Regions from separate parts of the Zea mays genome. Here region 1 is linked to region 2. Evidence: chromatin contacts called from public Hi-C data. All regions are on one chromosome and are shown on one strand. Each heading gives the region's core, a stretch centred on a gene start, on an enhancer-like site or on the middle of the called end of the contact. The rest is flanking DNA. Distances are from core to core; before and after follow the strand shown. Region 1 holds the start of LOC100284852 (glycosyltransferase). Region 2 holds the start of LOC112136098.

Region 1 (7,066 bases), core at 4,259-6,758, 190 kb after region 2:
AACTCCAAGAGGGCACCTTCATTAGCCAAACGAAGTACACTCAAGACATTCTAACCAAGTTTGGAATGAAGGATGCCAAGCCCATCAAGACACCCATCGGAACTAATGGGCATCTCGACCTCGACACGGGAGGTAAGTCCGTGGATCAAAAGGTATACCGGTCGATGATTGGTTCATTGCTTTATTTATGTGCATCTCGACCGAACATTATGCTTTCCGTTTGCATGTGTGCAAGATTCCAATCCGACCCTAAGGAATCCCACCTTACGGCCGTAAAACGAATCTTGAGATATTTAGCTTATACTCCTAAGTTTGGGCTTTGGTACCCTCGGGGATCCACATTTGATTTAATTGGTTATTCGGATGCCGATTGGGCGGGGTGTAAAATCAATAGGAAGAGCACATCGGGGACTTGCCAGTTCTTGGGAAGATCCTTGGTGTCTTGGGCTTCAAAGAAGCAAAATTCGGTTGCTCTTTCCACCGCCGAAGCCGAGTACATTGCCGCAGGCCATTGTTGCGCGCAACTGCTTTGGATGAGGCAAACCGTGCGGGACTACGGTTACAAATTAACCAAAGTCCCTTTGCTATGTGATAATGAGAGCGCAATCCGCATGGCGGATAATCCCGTTGAGCATAGCCACACTAAACACATAGCCATTCGGTATCATTTTCTTCGGGATCACCAACAAAAGGGGGATATCGAGATTGCATACATTAATACTAAAGATCAATTAGCCGATATCTTTACCAAGCCACTTGATGAACAATCTTTTATCAAACTTAGGCATGAGCTCAATATTCTTGATTCTAGGAATTTCTTTTGCTAATTTGCACACATAGCTCATACGTATACCTTTGATCATATCTCTTTATATATGCTATGACTAATATGTTTTCAAGTATATTTCAAACCAAGTCATAGGTGTATTGAAAGAGAATTGGAATCTTCGGCGAAGACAAAGGCTTCCACTCCGTAACTCATCCTTCGCCATCGCTCCATGTCTCGCTCCATCTTTGGGGGAGAAAGCAAAAGGACTTCGTCTTTGGTATAATCTTAACTCATTTATTTATGACCAAAGGGGAAGAAAGTACTTCGAGGGCTCTAATGATTCCGTTTTTGGCGATTCATGCCAAAGGGGGAGAGAGTATGAGCCCAAAGCAAAAGGACCGCACCACCACCAATTTCAAAAACTTAGTTTTTCAAAAGAGTATTTTCAATTGGTATCTTATTGTGTTCAAAAGGGGGAGAAAGTAGTATTTCAAAAATGATATATCAAAACCCTCTTGAACACTAAGAGGAGGATCTCATTTAGGGGGAGTTTTTGTTTAATCAAAGGAAAAGCATTTGAAACAGGGGGAGAAAATTTCAAATCTTAAAAATGCTTCGTAAAATCTTATTCATTTACCTTTGACTAATTGCAAAAGAACTTTGAAAAAGATTTACAAAAGAATTTGCAAAAACAAAACATGTGGTGCAAGCGTGGTCCAAAATGTCAAAAACAAAGAAACAATCCATGCATATCTTGTAAGTATCTATATTGGCTCAATTCCAAGCAACCTTTGCACTTACATTATGCAAACTAGTTCAATTATACACTTCTATATTTGCTTTAGTTTGTGTTGGCATCAATCACCAAAAAGGGGGAGATTGAAAGGGAATTAGGCTTACACCTAGTTCCTAAATAATTTTGGTGGTTGAATTGCCCAACACAAATAAATGGACTAACTAGTTTGCTCTAGTGTATAAGTTATACAGGTGTCAAAGGTTCACAACAATCCAATTAAAAAGACCAAAGTTGGGTTCAAAATAGAGAGCTAAAGGCATCCCGAAAGGCTCCCTGGTCTGGCGCACCGGACTGTCCGGTGGCGCACCGGACAGTCCGGTGGCGCACCGGACAGTGTCCGGTGCACCAGGGGACTTCGCGCAGAACTCCTCACCCTCGGGATTTTCCAGGAGCCGGCGCGGTATAATTCACCGGACTGTCCGGTGCACACCGGACAGTGTCCGGTGCTCCAAGAAGACGCGGCTCTGGAACTTGGCAGCCTCGGGAAATCATAACGGCTGCTCCGCTATAATTCACCGGACATGTCCGGTGTACACCGGACTGTCCGGTGTAACAGCGAGGCAACGACTACTTCGCGCCAACGGTCGCCTGCAACAGCAATTAATGCGCGCCAGAGCGCGCAGGCGTTAGGCACGCCCATGCTGGCGCACCGGACACTCTACAGTACATGTCCGGTGCGCCACCGGACATCCAGGCGGGCCTAGAAGTCAGAACACCAATGGTCGAATCCCAACGGCATTGGTGACGTGGCTGGCGCACCGGACATGTCCGGTGTACACCGGACTGTCCGGTGCACCATACGACAGACAGCCTCCACCAACGGTCATGTTTGGTGGTTGGGGCTATAAATACCCCAACCACCCCACCATTCATTGCATCCAAGTTTTCCAGCTTCCAACCACTATACAAGAGCTAGCATTCATTGCAAAGCACACCAAAAGAGATCAAATCCTCTCCCAACTCCACACAAAGCCTTAGTGACTAGAGAGAGTGATTTGTAGTGTTCATTTGAGCTCTTGCGCTTGGATCGCTTCTTTTCTTTGGCATTCTTTCTTGTGATCAAACACTCACTTGTAATTGAGGCAAGAGACACCAATTGTGTGGTGGTCCTTGCGGGAAGTTTGTTTCCCAAGTGATTTGAGAAGAGAAGCTCACTCGGTCCGAGGGACCGTTTGAGAGAGGGAAGGGTTGAAAGAGACCCGACCTTTGTGGCCTCCTCAACGGGGAGTAGGTTTGCGAGAACCGAACCTCGGTAAAACAAATCCACGTGTCACACTCCTTATTCGCTTGCGATTTGTTTTGCACCCTCTCTCGCGGACTCGATTATTATTTCTAACACTAACCCGTCTCGTAGTTGTGTTTATATTTGTAAATTTCAGTTTCGCCCTATTCACCCCTCCTCTAGGCGACTTTCATAAACAACCTCAACAAAGAGAGATTTAATTAGGCACAAATAATATCAATGCTGAAAATAATAATACACTAAAACCCAGACTGTCACGTTGTCTCAATACACCGCTATCATCATCGAGCACACAAATCCGCCCACAACAGTGCAATCACACCCAAGTATTTAATACTAGCAGATTGCATAAAATTAAACAGTAAATAAAGTGAGACAACGAATAACTCACAACACGTAGATTGTCTACGTGGGAAGACCAGCTCAGCGAACACAAGGTTCTGTCCCAGAAAATCAATTCCGCCGCCCACGTCCGGCAGGGGCGTAGACAATGGGTGGTCCGGGTGGGCCACGGCATATCCTAAGCCGGCCCACCAGCCCACCAAGATCCATATAAAAAATACTGATATATATTATATTTGCATTCTAATATATACATTTATAGACTTAAATGTTAAATCTACAGTGTTATATTTTGAACTATATACTAAATTATTATATATTAAATTAAATTATTTATAAAAAAAATTTAATGGCATACCTCATGGAAAAATTCTAGCTACGCTACTGACGTCCGGGCCTGCACGGCGGGAGGTTGACGGAGATACTAGAGCCGCTGCCGGAGCCGAGGGAGACGTCCACGACACCAGCCCGAGAAGACGAACACCACGCAGCAGGGAGCCCAGGCACCAGGCCACAGTGGACAATAATCAGAACAGACAGAGCACCACACAGGTGCACTGGTGAGACAACGGAGCGCAGGAGAACCGCGCTGCGCACAAGCAGGGCCACCTCCACCTTCTTCCACCAGCAGGATTAACACTAGAACACCAAAAATCGAAGGAATCGATCCAAACCGTGACTAGAACCGAGAGGAGGAATAGGAACAGAGAACTAGCGATTTTAGGCGAGGTGTTGAGCAGGAAGCAAATCTCCATAGTTATGGAGCCGAACTAGAGGAGGTTGCGCAGTTGACTGCCAGGAATTCGCGAGCGCCGAAAGACCAGGCTGCAGCGCGCCGCCGCCAGGAAAGCCAACTTCCTTTTCGCTACATCCTCTCTTGCTCTCACGGCATGACATTTCCGTGCCCTAGGACACGTGTTCCTGAAAGGGCTGCTCAGCCAGCCTTTCTTCCAGCCGGCTGGGTTGGGCTGCTCGGCCTTTTGGGCCTTGTAGCGGCCCAGCCTGGCTGGCCATAATTTTTTTTATTTAAATAAAGTGAAAATCATTTAAATGGACAACAAAGATATCTCATTTAATTGGGTTGTACATGTTCTAACATAACAAGTCATTAACATAATAAGTCAACAGTTTTGGACTTCCCAACATAAAATGAGCATCCAATTAAATAAATTGTTGCGATTTTATTGGGTGTTCGCCAGCGATGCCCTTTTTCATGTACAGGCCGGGCAGTTAAATAACCGTAGTGATGAGCAAATAGGAAGGTCGCGCTACTTTTGCTTTCTGACAGTCTGTTCAGCTCCTTGTCGGCTGTGGCATTCGATGCCGGATGGAATTGGCAATGATGATCATCTACATCTTTTTGCAAAAACCTCACGGTTGTAAACCACGTATCTTGCAGTTCTTTTGTCCCTATCATCATCATCAAACCCACCCTAATGATCTACGTCCACACTTGGGTCAGCATTCTAACCCTTTTGCTAAGGGTGTCGGGGTGATGTGCTTGACGAACGATAGACCATGTTCAATAATCTATCTATATATATAGTCATCCAAAATACCATTTTGTATCGTAGTTTATAGAGTGAAATTTAAATATAAATATGAAGTAGGGACAAACTGCTGGATATAGTCTTAGGGCTTGTTTGGGAGCAAGTGAAATGAAGGGGATTGAGGGTGCTATAATTCCTCACTATTTAAAATTGAATAGTGGGGTATTCTAGCCGCTTCAATCCTCTCCATTACTCTTCCTCCCAAATAAGCCCTTAGGTGCTAGCGTGCCACGCCATGGCGTTATTAGTATGGCATGTTAATCGTGCGTTGACGAGCAAGCTGGGAGGGAAGCAGATGGCACGGCCGTGCGGCTCCCGGGATTCAAATATCAAGCTTCTAGAGTGTCCGGAAGCCATACGATGATAATTGATACCGTCATTACGAGGCTGGCTCAGATGCCAGTTGATGATGGGATGACCTGGGCTGTCTAGCACGAGACGTGGATTGGGTTACGGCGTTTGCAAGGCAGGGCCAAGCACGTGCGCGCACGGAAGCTCGCGAATTGACAGCACACAGCCACTGCCACAGTACGTACAGCAACACCGCAACGCACGCACAAGCCGCGCGCGCCTCTCTGCCTGCAAAGGTCCCGTGTCCCGTCCGGCCGGCCGGGCGAAACAATGCTGGTGACGCTTGGCTCGCCGCCGGCCGCCGCGCCATGTCTCAGTGCTACTACTGTCCGTGTCCGTGGACTGCGCTCCGCACTGTGGCGGGGCACCGACCGATCCCACCCGCCGCGTTGAACGAACCCATCATCAGCGCAGCGGGGCGCGGGCATCTATTCTACCGTTCGTTCGCCGATGGATCGGATGGGTGGGTTGGTACGCTGGGCTGGGGCCGGCGCGTCGGCTGTAGGCTCTGTAGCGTAGCTTGCTTGCTTGCCGTAGTGGTTGCCGTGGCACGCAGGCCCCATCGGCCTCGCATCCTCCCCTCCCCGGGACCGGGACACCCCGCGCCCGCACCCGCGAACCATCGGGCGGGCGTCAACCACCCACCAAACTCGTTTCTGGTTGCGCTGCCCGCCGCGGGGTCGCCATCGGCGGACGCGAGCGAGCCCAATCCCTCCCGGCCTCGGCCTGCCTTCCATTAATACCCTCTCCACCGTCGCTACTGCAGCTCGCGTCGCTTCCAGATCCAGCGGGCGGAGGAGGGGGTGCGGTGCGGCCGTGACCATGAAGCAGCCGAGGGGCCGGCAGGAGCCGCGCCGGGTGGGCAACGCCGCCATGGTCGTCACCATGGTCGTCTCCCTCTGCGTCCTCACGTACATCAAGGCGCGATACTGCTCCAACCCTTTCCGTACGTCTCCGCCTCTTCGATTCCTCCTCCTGCTTCTTCGATTCCTCCTCCTGCCTGCCTTCTCCTCCGTCCATCCACTAACCGTCCCCACCGCGGGCTACGACGTTGCAGCCAAGGCGGTGGCGGAGGTGGAGGTGGACGAGGACTACGACAGCACGCGGTACAAGCTGACGGGCCCCGTGGGCGAGGAGGACTTCGACCCGTCCCGCCCCACCTGCTACAACACCAGCAAGCGGTCGGAGCGGTGCGCCGCCGTGGGCGACATCCGCGTGGACGGCAACCACTCGCGGATCTACATCAGCCCGCTGTCCCGCGAGTGGCGGACCAAGCCGTACGCGCGGCGGCACGACGCCGTGGCCATGGACGACGTGCGCGAGTTCACGCTGGTCCCCTTCGGCGGCCCCAACGACACGGCCGTGCCGCCGCTCTGCACGCGCACCCACTCCGTCCCGGGCTTCCTCTTCTCCAGCGGCGGGTTCGCGGGCAACCTGTACCACGACTACGCCGACGTGCTGGTGCCGCTCTTCGCCAGCACCAACCACCTGGGCGGGGAGGTCCAGTTCCTGCTGGCCGACATCAAGGACTGGTGGGCCGACAAGTTCCGCCCGCTCTTCCGCCAGCTCTCCCGCTACGACGTCATCGACGTGAACAACGACCGCGAGGTGCACTGCTTCCCGCGGATCATCATCGGCTCCACCTTCCACCGCGCCATGGGCATCGACCCCTCGCGCTCGCCCGGCGGCGTCACGGTGGCCGACTTCAAGCGCCTGCTCCGCCGCGCGTTCCGGCTGGAGCGCGCCGTCGCGTCGCGGTCGGGGGCGCCCCGGCGCCGGGACCGGCCCCGCCTCCTCATCATCTCGCGCAAGAGCTCGCGCCGCTTCGTCAACGAGCGCGCCATGGCGCGCGCCGCGGCGGCCGCCCGGTTCGACGTGCGGATCGCCGAGCCCGACAACCACACGGACATGCCCAACTTCGCGAGGCTGGTGAACTCGGCGGACGTGATGATGGGCGTGCACGGCGCCGGGCTCACCAACATGGTGTTCCTGCCCAGCCGCGCCGTGCTGGTGCA
Region 2 (6,614 bases), core at 1,147-3,646:
TGAAACTTGAAAGCGGCAATAAGATCTCATGGACAAAGACAAAACTTCAAACGAATGAATGGCAGACTTGTCTAGCTCATACAATGGTTAAATCACTTTGCAAAGTAAACATGTATGCCTGAGATTCCATCATATTGTTACAGGACTTCACTCGGCAAATCAGAAAACTCAGTTAAATAATGATGAACAATCGCTGATAAGAATGTTGGAAACAAATGTCTTACATAGGTTGGAGTTAGAGCCATTAGGAAGCGACATAGAAGGGATCCCTGAAGAAAATTCTTTATTGATAACCTCAAACTGATCCTGAAGAAGCTTGTTGAAGACCATTATTTGATTCTTAAGCATTAGTCTCATATAGTACGCCTTGAAAAACAGAGGATTTTGATGCTCAAGTTGTCGCCAAACTGATAAGAGAAAAAAAAGCGCCAATTAGCTAGCAGCCATAAGAGATTTCTTTAAGAAAAAAAGTAACCACATGCAAGGATGAAGATGAGTATTATTGGAAATTCTGAGAGCATCAGCGAAGCAAATGGAACTTCGTAAACTAATTTTCACTACTATACTATTTGTTGGTATCTTCATGGCTTAGCAGAAGTGTTAGATTAATTGTGTGTGTTTGTTGTTGTAATGAGCCTTGACCCAGCCCATGTACTTCCCTCTCTAATATATATACAACAGCCCACCCTATTTAGGGTTTCTAGCCTCTCAACATGGTATCAAAGCCAGGTTTCTCCCTCCCCTAACTGCCAGCCACCAGCAGCTCGCCGCCAGTTGCTCTCCGGCCATGGACGGCACTCCTCCCTCCCTCTTTTCAGCCCTTCCCTCCCCCACCCTTTCCCGTCACAACAGATTCAATTTCAATACAATACACTGCAAAATATTTTTTTCAGAAAAGGGGGTGGGTGTAGAAATGGAACTTGCTATCCAGTTTGTCATTAAGGTAGAATAATGGGTCTAAAGAATTTTTAAACATGATAAATGCTAACACTGAGCTTGCCATGTGCTTGTGCAAGGGTGGATGTTTTTTCATTATCCTAGTGCATAAGGATATTAGAAGACACCAACTGAGATTTCTAGAATACATGTTTGCCACTAAATCGGTACTTTTCGGGGAGCATACGACTACAATTGATACAAGAGTGAAGATAATTGTTTACTTAAACACATTGTACTAAGACTAAAAGGCTCAGCTATTGTGATATCTGTATTGCATCGTAGTACAAAATCACGGTTGTAACATTGGACTGACTGTAGAACCAGATATGCCCGGGGTTACATTGGACCAACTTCATGCAAGCAAGCAAGCAAGAGAGATGAGTTATCTCAGTGCACGAGAGGAGAGCAGCGAGCGTTACCAAGTTCAGTAATGCAGGGCTCTATCTTCGAGTGGTGGGAGAGGGCATCGACCACTTCTTTCTGGTCCATGTACATCTGAAGGCAGCGCAATATAAGACTCTGGACCTGTGTACAGCAGAAACCAGCAGCCGACGGAGCCAAATGAATTATCTTACCAATCCATCAAAAAATAAATACACACAGGAAGACGGACACTACGCGCAAAGTTCAGCGCGGGGCTATTACAGTACAGGATTCGCCGGGACCGGTTGCCTGTGACTCTGTGAGCACCACAAGCGCTTGTGGTGCTCACAGAGTTCGTTGCGCGCTTGTGGTGAACATGTTGAAGGGTATATGTAAAAAAAATTAAAAAAAAAAACAAATCTTAACCGGAGTTGTTGTTTCTTCTGCAGAGAAGCACTGAAGATGCATACCGATACGGAAGCTGGTGGTCAGTTTGGTGGACAGGGACATACAGCATGGTTCTTTCCAAAGCGGGGTTCTTCCACAAGAAGTACCTGGAAATGTACACCAACCAGATGCCACCGTCCATTCGCAGATATGTGGATGAGAACAGGTACAGCTGGTGTTTTCCTCCGAAACCCTAGAACTACCAATTTGAACATGGGCGCAGAAGGCAGCCGGAGGATGCACGAGTCGGTACCTACCAGCAATCAGCAGAGCCCGGGAGCAGAGCAGAGCAGAGCAAGATCGCAAAGGAACGAACAGGAGCAATCAAATCCGCGTGGATGGAAACGAGCTGGTAGCGAAGTGACGAGCCCACACAGACTAAGACTAGGAATGAATGGGAAAAAATGCGATCAACCTAGTCGTATGCCCTCGAGAGAGAGAGACGTGAATTCGGGACTGACCTTATGGAGTACCTCCTCGGTCGCCATGCCGGACGCCAGCCTTCCCCGTCCTGCCCTAGCGGCGAATGCCACCTCCCCCCGCGGACGGGGAATCCCAGCCTGCCTGCCTGCCTGTTCCGCGAGGAGAGGAGGGGTGGAGAGAGCAGCGGACGGCAGCTCGGTCTGTGTGTGTGGGTGTGAATTCTTCTTCTGTGCGATCAATCAACCAATCCACTTCCACTAGCAAAGAAAAGCGACCGAACGAGGTGGGTTGGGGCAAAAAAAAAAAAAAAAAAAAGGAAAATAAGGAGGTGCGTTGTCGCTGCTGCTGTAGCGGAGGAGAGCCCACTGTGCCTGTTCTGGAATCCGGGGCGCCCAGCATGTTGGGTCAGGGAATATTTGATACTGCAGCCAGCACCACCACTGATGAATCTTCTTTTCTTTTCTATCTTTTTCATCTTTCCATTCAGGCCAGTGCTATTGAATCTTTTTTTTTGTCCTGCACAAAGTTAGTATTTCACTGCTTGTTTTATCACTTTACCACTACCAGCTCAGCGCAGACTAGGCTACCAGAGACCAAACTTTGGGTTTAATCTTCTTTTTTCTATCTTTTTTTTATGTTAGTGTTGCTATTTGCATAATAAATATGCAAAAGACGCAGCACCAGTGCACCACCATCATCGTATATTTATCCTGCCAGACCAGACCAGAGTGCCCTTGCGTCCTGCCAGATCTGGAATCGGGCAGTGCTTCCGTATCCCACTCCGACAAATCTTCTTTCTCCAAAATCTCCACTCGCTCTGTGCGGTCTTTGTACTGGAGGCCACTCGAAACACCACCCTTTTTTTTCGCTTTCAGGAAACCGCACATTTGCACTGCCACCTGCATTCACGGGCATCCTCGTCATCGTCATCCTGTTGCTGCTGCGAAGTGCAGACATCCAACGGCCCCTGCTTGTGATTCTGTGAGAACAGTGTCTGAAAAGGAGAGAAGGAAGACGATGTGACTGTTGAAGCACTGCGCTCCAGTGCAAGGCTCGGGATTCCATTAATAAATAATAAAGATTGCTTAGGATTTCATTTTTAGAGGCTGGAGGCGCATACCATTTGACGGAACCCACCCTAACCACTCCATGAAGCTGCGTTCCTTCCTTGTTCCAGTCATGCATTCTTCATCCTGATAGCATACTTTCATCGCGTAACAGTAGGAGAGACCATTCAAGTCCAAACCATGCCGGCGTCTCATGTCTAGCACAAGGAGCAAAGGAGGTCCCCCAGTCAGCTTCAGGTTGCACAAACCACCCAGAACCACGTTGGACATGACCGTGCTCTCTGCAATGGCATCTCATTGTACAGCAAAAAAGGCAGCACAGAGATTTTATCAAAACTGACTGAAATCTGTCATAGAGCTCATCTGCGCCAGCGCGCAGCAAGATCTACATCTACATGTGGGCCTCACATCACAAACTGAGCTCTAGACAAAATAAACGCTCCACATTCGCACCTTATAATTTTAACGAAATTGACTGAAAATTATTTGGGTACGATTTAAAATGTCATAAAGCTACTCTATACTAACCGGTGTTGTAATTTAATTTGTTCAGGTCCCACCTTAAGTTAGTATACCACCTCAAATCAAACCAATATATATGTATACTGCAATATGTTGAAAATCCAACATCAAACCCAAGGGTTCAACCCATTCATACCTAAAAAACCCTGATCCCATCCCATCCAACATATTTTTCTATTAAAACAAATCTAACCCAATCCGCTAAGAATTTGTTTGGGTGCTCATATGTTGACCTCAACCTATATGTATTGGAGTGGGTTGGTGTGAAATTCAAACTAAATTTCACATGGATTAAGATCGATAAATGGACATCCAAAAAAGGCCTAAGTAAATCAACCCATTCCCACCCATCCAAAATGTACCCAATTGAGAACCTACCTAACCCATTAAAGTCATTTCAACCCAACTCATTACAGGCCTACATAGGAATCCCTACGAATAGCAATACTTCGAATATTTTTAGTGGTATATGGTTTGATCATTGTAAAGTAGTACAGTAGTACTGATCATTTTTTACATAGTATGACAGTGCTTAATGACAGAAATGCTACTAGTCAAGAATACAAATACTTACTGGTTTTTGACATAGTATGCTGCTGTTGCTCCTAGTGGTTCTGTAAATGCTGGTGTATTGGTAAAGAAGCATCCAGCTTCCATTTTCTCGTGTACTGGTAAACAAGCATTGACCTAAGGAGGTGATGCTGACTCCAACAGAGATCTCAGAAGTGCTTATGAGGAATGACGACACCGGGCCTTATTCGGTTCCTCAAGGGAAAGAAGGGTGATGCCAAGGATAGCGAAGGTGATGACTACAAAATTGCCCCAGTTGATCAAAATCTCAATGATGCAGGCCAATAATGGTGCAAAGTAGTGTGCATATCAAATATTAGTACCATATCACAAGAGCCAGAATAATCTGCTAAAAATGTATTGGTCCCATATTAATGACAGGTCTTTTTTGGAAATGCAGGGTACTCTAGTATCGTGATCCTTTGTTTCCTTCATAAAACCATATATCACACTATAAAATACATCTAGGCCCCCATGTATTCAGATGAGTATATGCAGCAACTAAAATGTCATTTTATATAAATAATCAATATTGTCAAAACCTACAGACATTCAGACAACAGGCTACAACAGGATGTTTTGCATACCAACACTGCTTCTCACAACAGATCAATCTTCAGAATTAGTATCAATCACATTTTCTCCTTGTACCACATTTTCCTCTCGTAGATCATACTCAACAACTAGACCAAGATTATCAACAAACTTGTGGTACACCTGGCACCCTGCACACTGTGTTATGCAGTGTATGTTAGAAAATATATTTACAGCATGTGTAAGAAAACGTCAATCATAAGAATCGTCTCATACAGCGATCCAAAATGATCATAGCATTAGGTTTGGAAATTACATTTGCACATAAATTAAGGCATGGAACAAAGTTTACCTGAAGAAAAATTGTCCCTCTTTCATAGGCTACTCTATTTATCAAGCGCTTGGTCCTTTCACCACATGCATTGCATGTAAATTGAACAAGCAAACTTCTTCTAGGAAGCTTTATATCAATAGTGGCTTCCTGAAACATCACACAAACAAAAAAATACATTCAGTACACTCTGCCTACAAACTAGTCTGTTGGTTGCCGCTTCACTTCAATCTATCAACAAATTGAGCATTTATTATTTATTTCTGAACCTAGTTTGATCCTCAATCAGCAAGCAACTTATTACATTGTCTTTCATGCAATAAACTACTGGATCAAACATAAAATGCAAGACCTTATCATTGTTTATTTTCCATGTTTTCACATATTTATGCTATTAACCTACCAAATTTACACTTTACAAACTGTGTTGTCTTTTGAATGCCTTAATCTGCAAGACACCCAAGCAATGGAAGACCTACAAGAAATGTACACTAAGTACAAACTCAGAAAAGAATTAGCAATTCCAAATGAACAACATTCGGATTGCATTCATATAGTTTACTAAAGCCAATCAGACAATGGACAAAGAAGATAGGATACTAGAAAAACACAATTATTCTGAGAATATTTATACTACTCTATTAAAAACCTAATGTGGACATCTGGTACTACCACGGCTTCACCCTCCGCGCTGACACTCTGGGCCCGCTCCACGCGCCCTGCCTTGGCGCCATGCCCTGTGGGCCCCACGCGCAGCGCTTTCTCAGCTACTGCCCTGTGGACCGCAGCGCCTGTCCAGTACTCGACCCCGCCCGCGCAGCTACCACCAGACCATACGTAACTTAGTGTTTAGAAATAAACAATAATTATATAAAAAATAGTGCAAAGCGAGCACTCGAACACACGCTCGCCTCCTGCTACAGAAATTTAGGGCTAACCAATAAACCACACGTACCTTAGAGTTTAGAAATACACAATAATTATATTTGAATAAATATCTCAATACATATTTATATGATATATAAAAACCGTAGCAAAACACGGGTAGAATCATTAAAGTTGATATAGAATAGCTAGCAACCTACATCAGCATATCAGATTGAATCTTGTCAGGTTATCCAATTTCAATAAACAGTGGTCCAAAAACCAAGCAATTTACTGTCTCCTCCATTGCTGGTGGCTACCTAACCCAATCCATTCCCTAAATCGCCTCCAGTAAATAATTCCAAGGAACATGGACCATCCATAACCCAAACCATTCACCCCTGATGATCTGGAAACATCATAGAGAGGAAGGAGAGAGAGCGCTAACTAACCGTTGGCGACGGCACCGCGTCCGAATTGGCCTTGCCAGAGGAGGAAGCGAGCCTCCTTGGACCGCACGAAACTCTCAACCTGCGCGAAGAGAAACGGGCTTA

What was found. Hi-C and Micro-C count contacts between places; a contact is called where the count stands out from the background.
Region 1: a contact with region 2 is called in a Hi-C map of tassel, with 2.6 times the contacts expected there. The contact joins the promoter of LOC100284852 here to the promoter of LOC112136098 in region 2. A contact is called at or near these places in 3 of 25 Hi-C or Micro-C datasets (bundle sheath, ear and tassel).

What each region holds. Positions count from the first base shown.
Region 1 is chr5:60,602,405-60,609,470 of Zm-B73-REFERENCE-NAM-5.0, forward strand. It overlaps LOC100284852 (glycosyltransferase), which reads left to right and starts at 5,509. Exons shown (of 2, transcript NM_001157747.2): 1 at 5,509-5,997; 2 at 6,109-7,066. The coding sequence starts at 5,874.
Region 2 is chr5:60,410,801-60,417,414 of Zm-B73-REFERENCE-NAM-5.0, forward strand. It overlaps LOC112136098, which reads right to left and starts at 2,397. Exons shown (of 6, transcript NM_001361255.1): 1 at 2,211-2,397; 2 at 1,359-1,464; 3 at 225-407. The coding sequence starts at 2,237. LOC542050 reads right to left here. Exons shown (of 4, transcript NM_001111689.1): 2 at 6,513-6,591; 3 at 5,218-5,346; 4 at 4,820-5,063. The coding sequence ends at 4,941. It also overlaps a transcript of LOC100283751 not described here.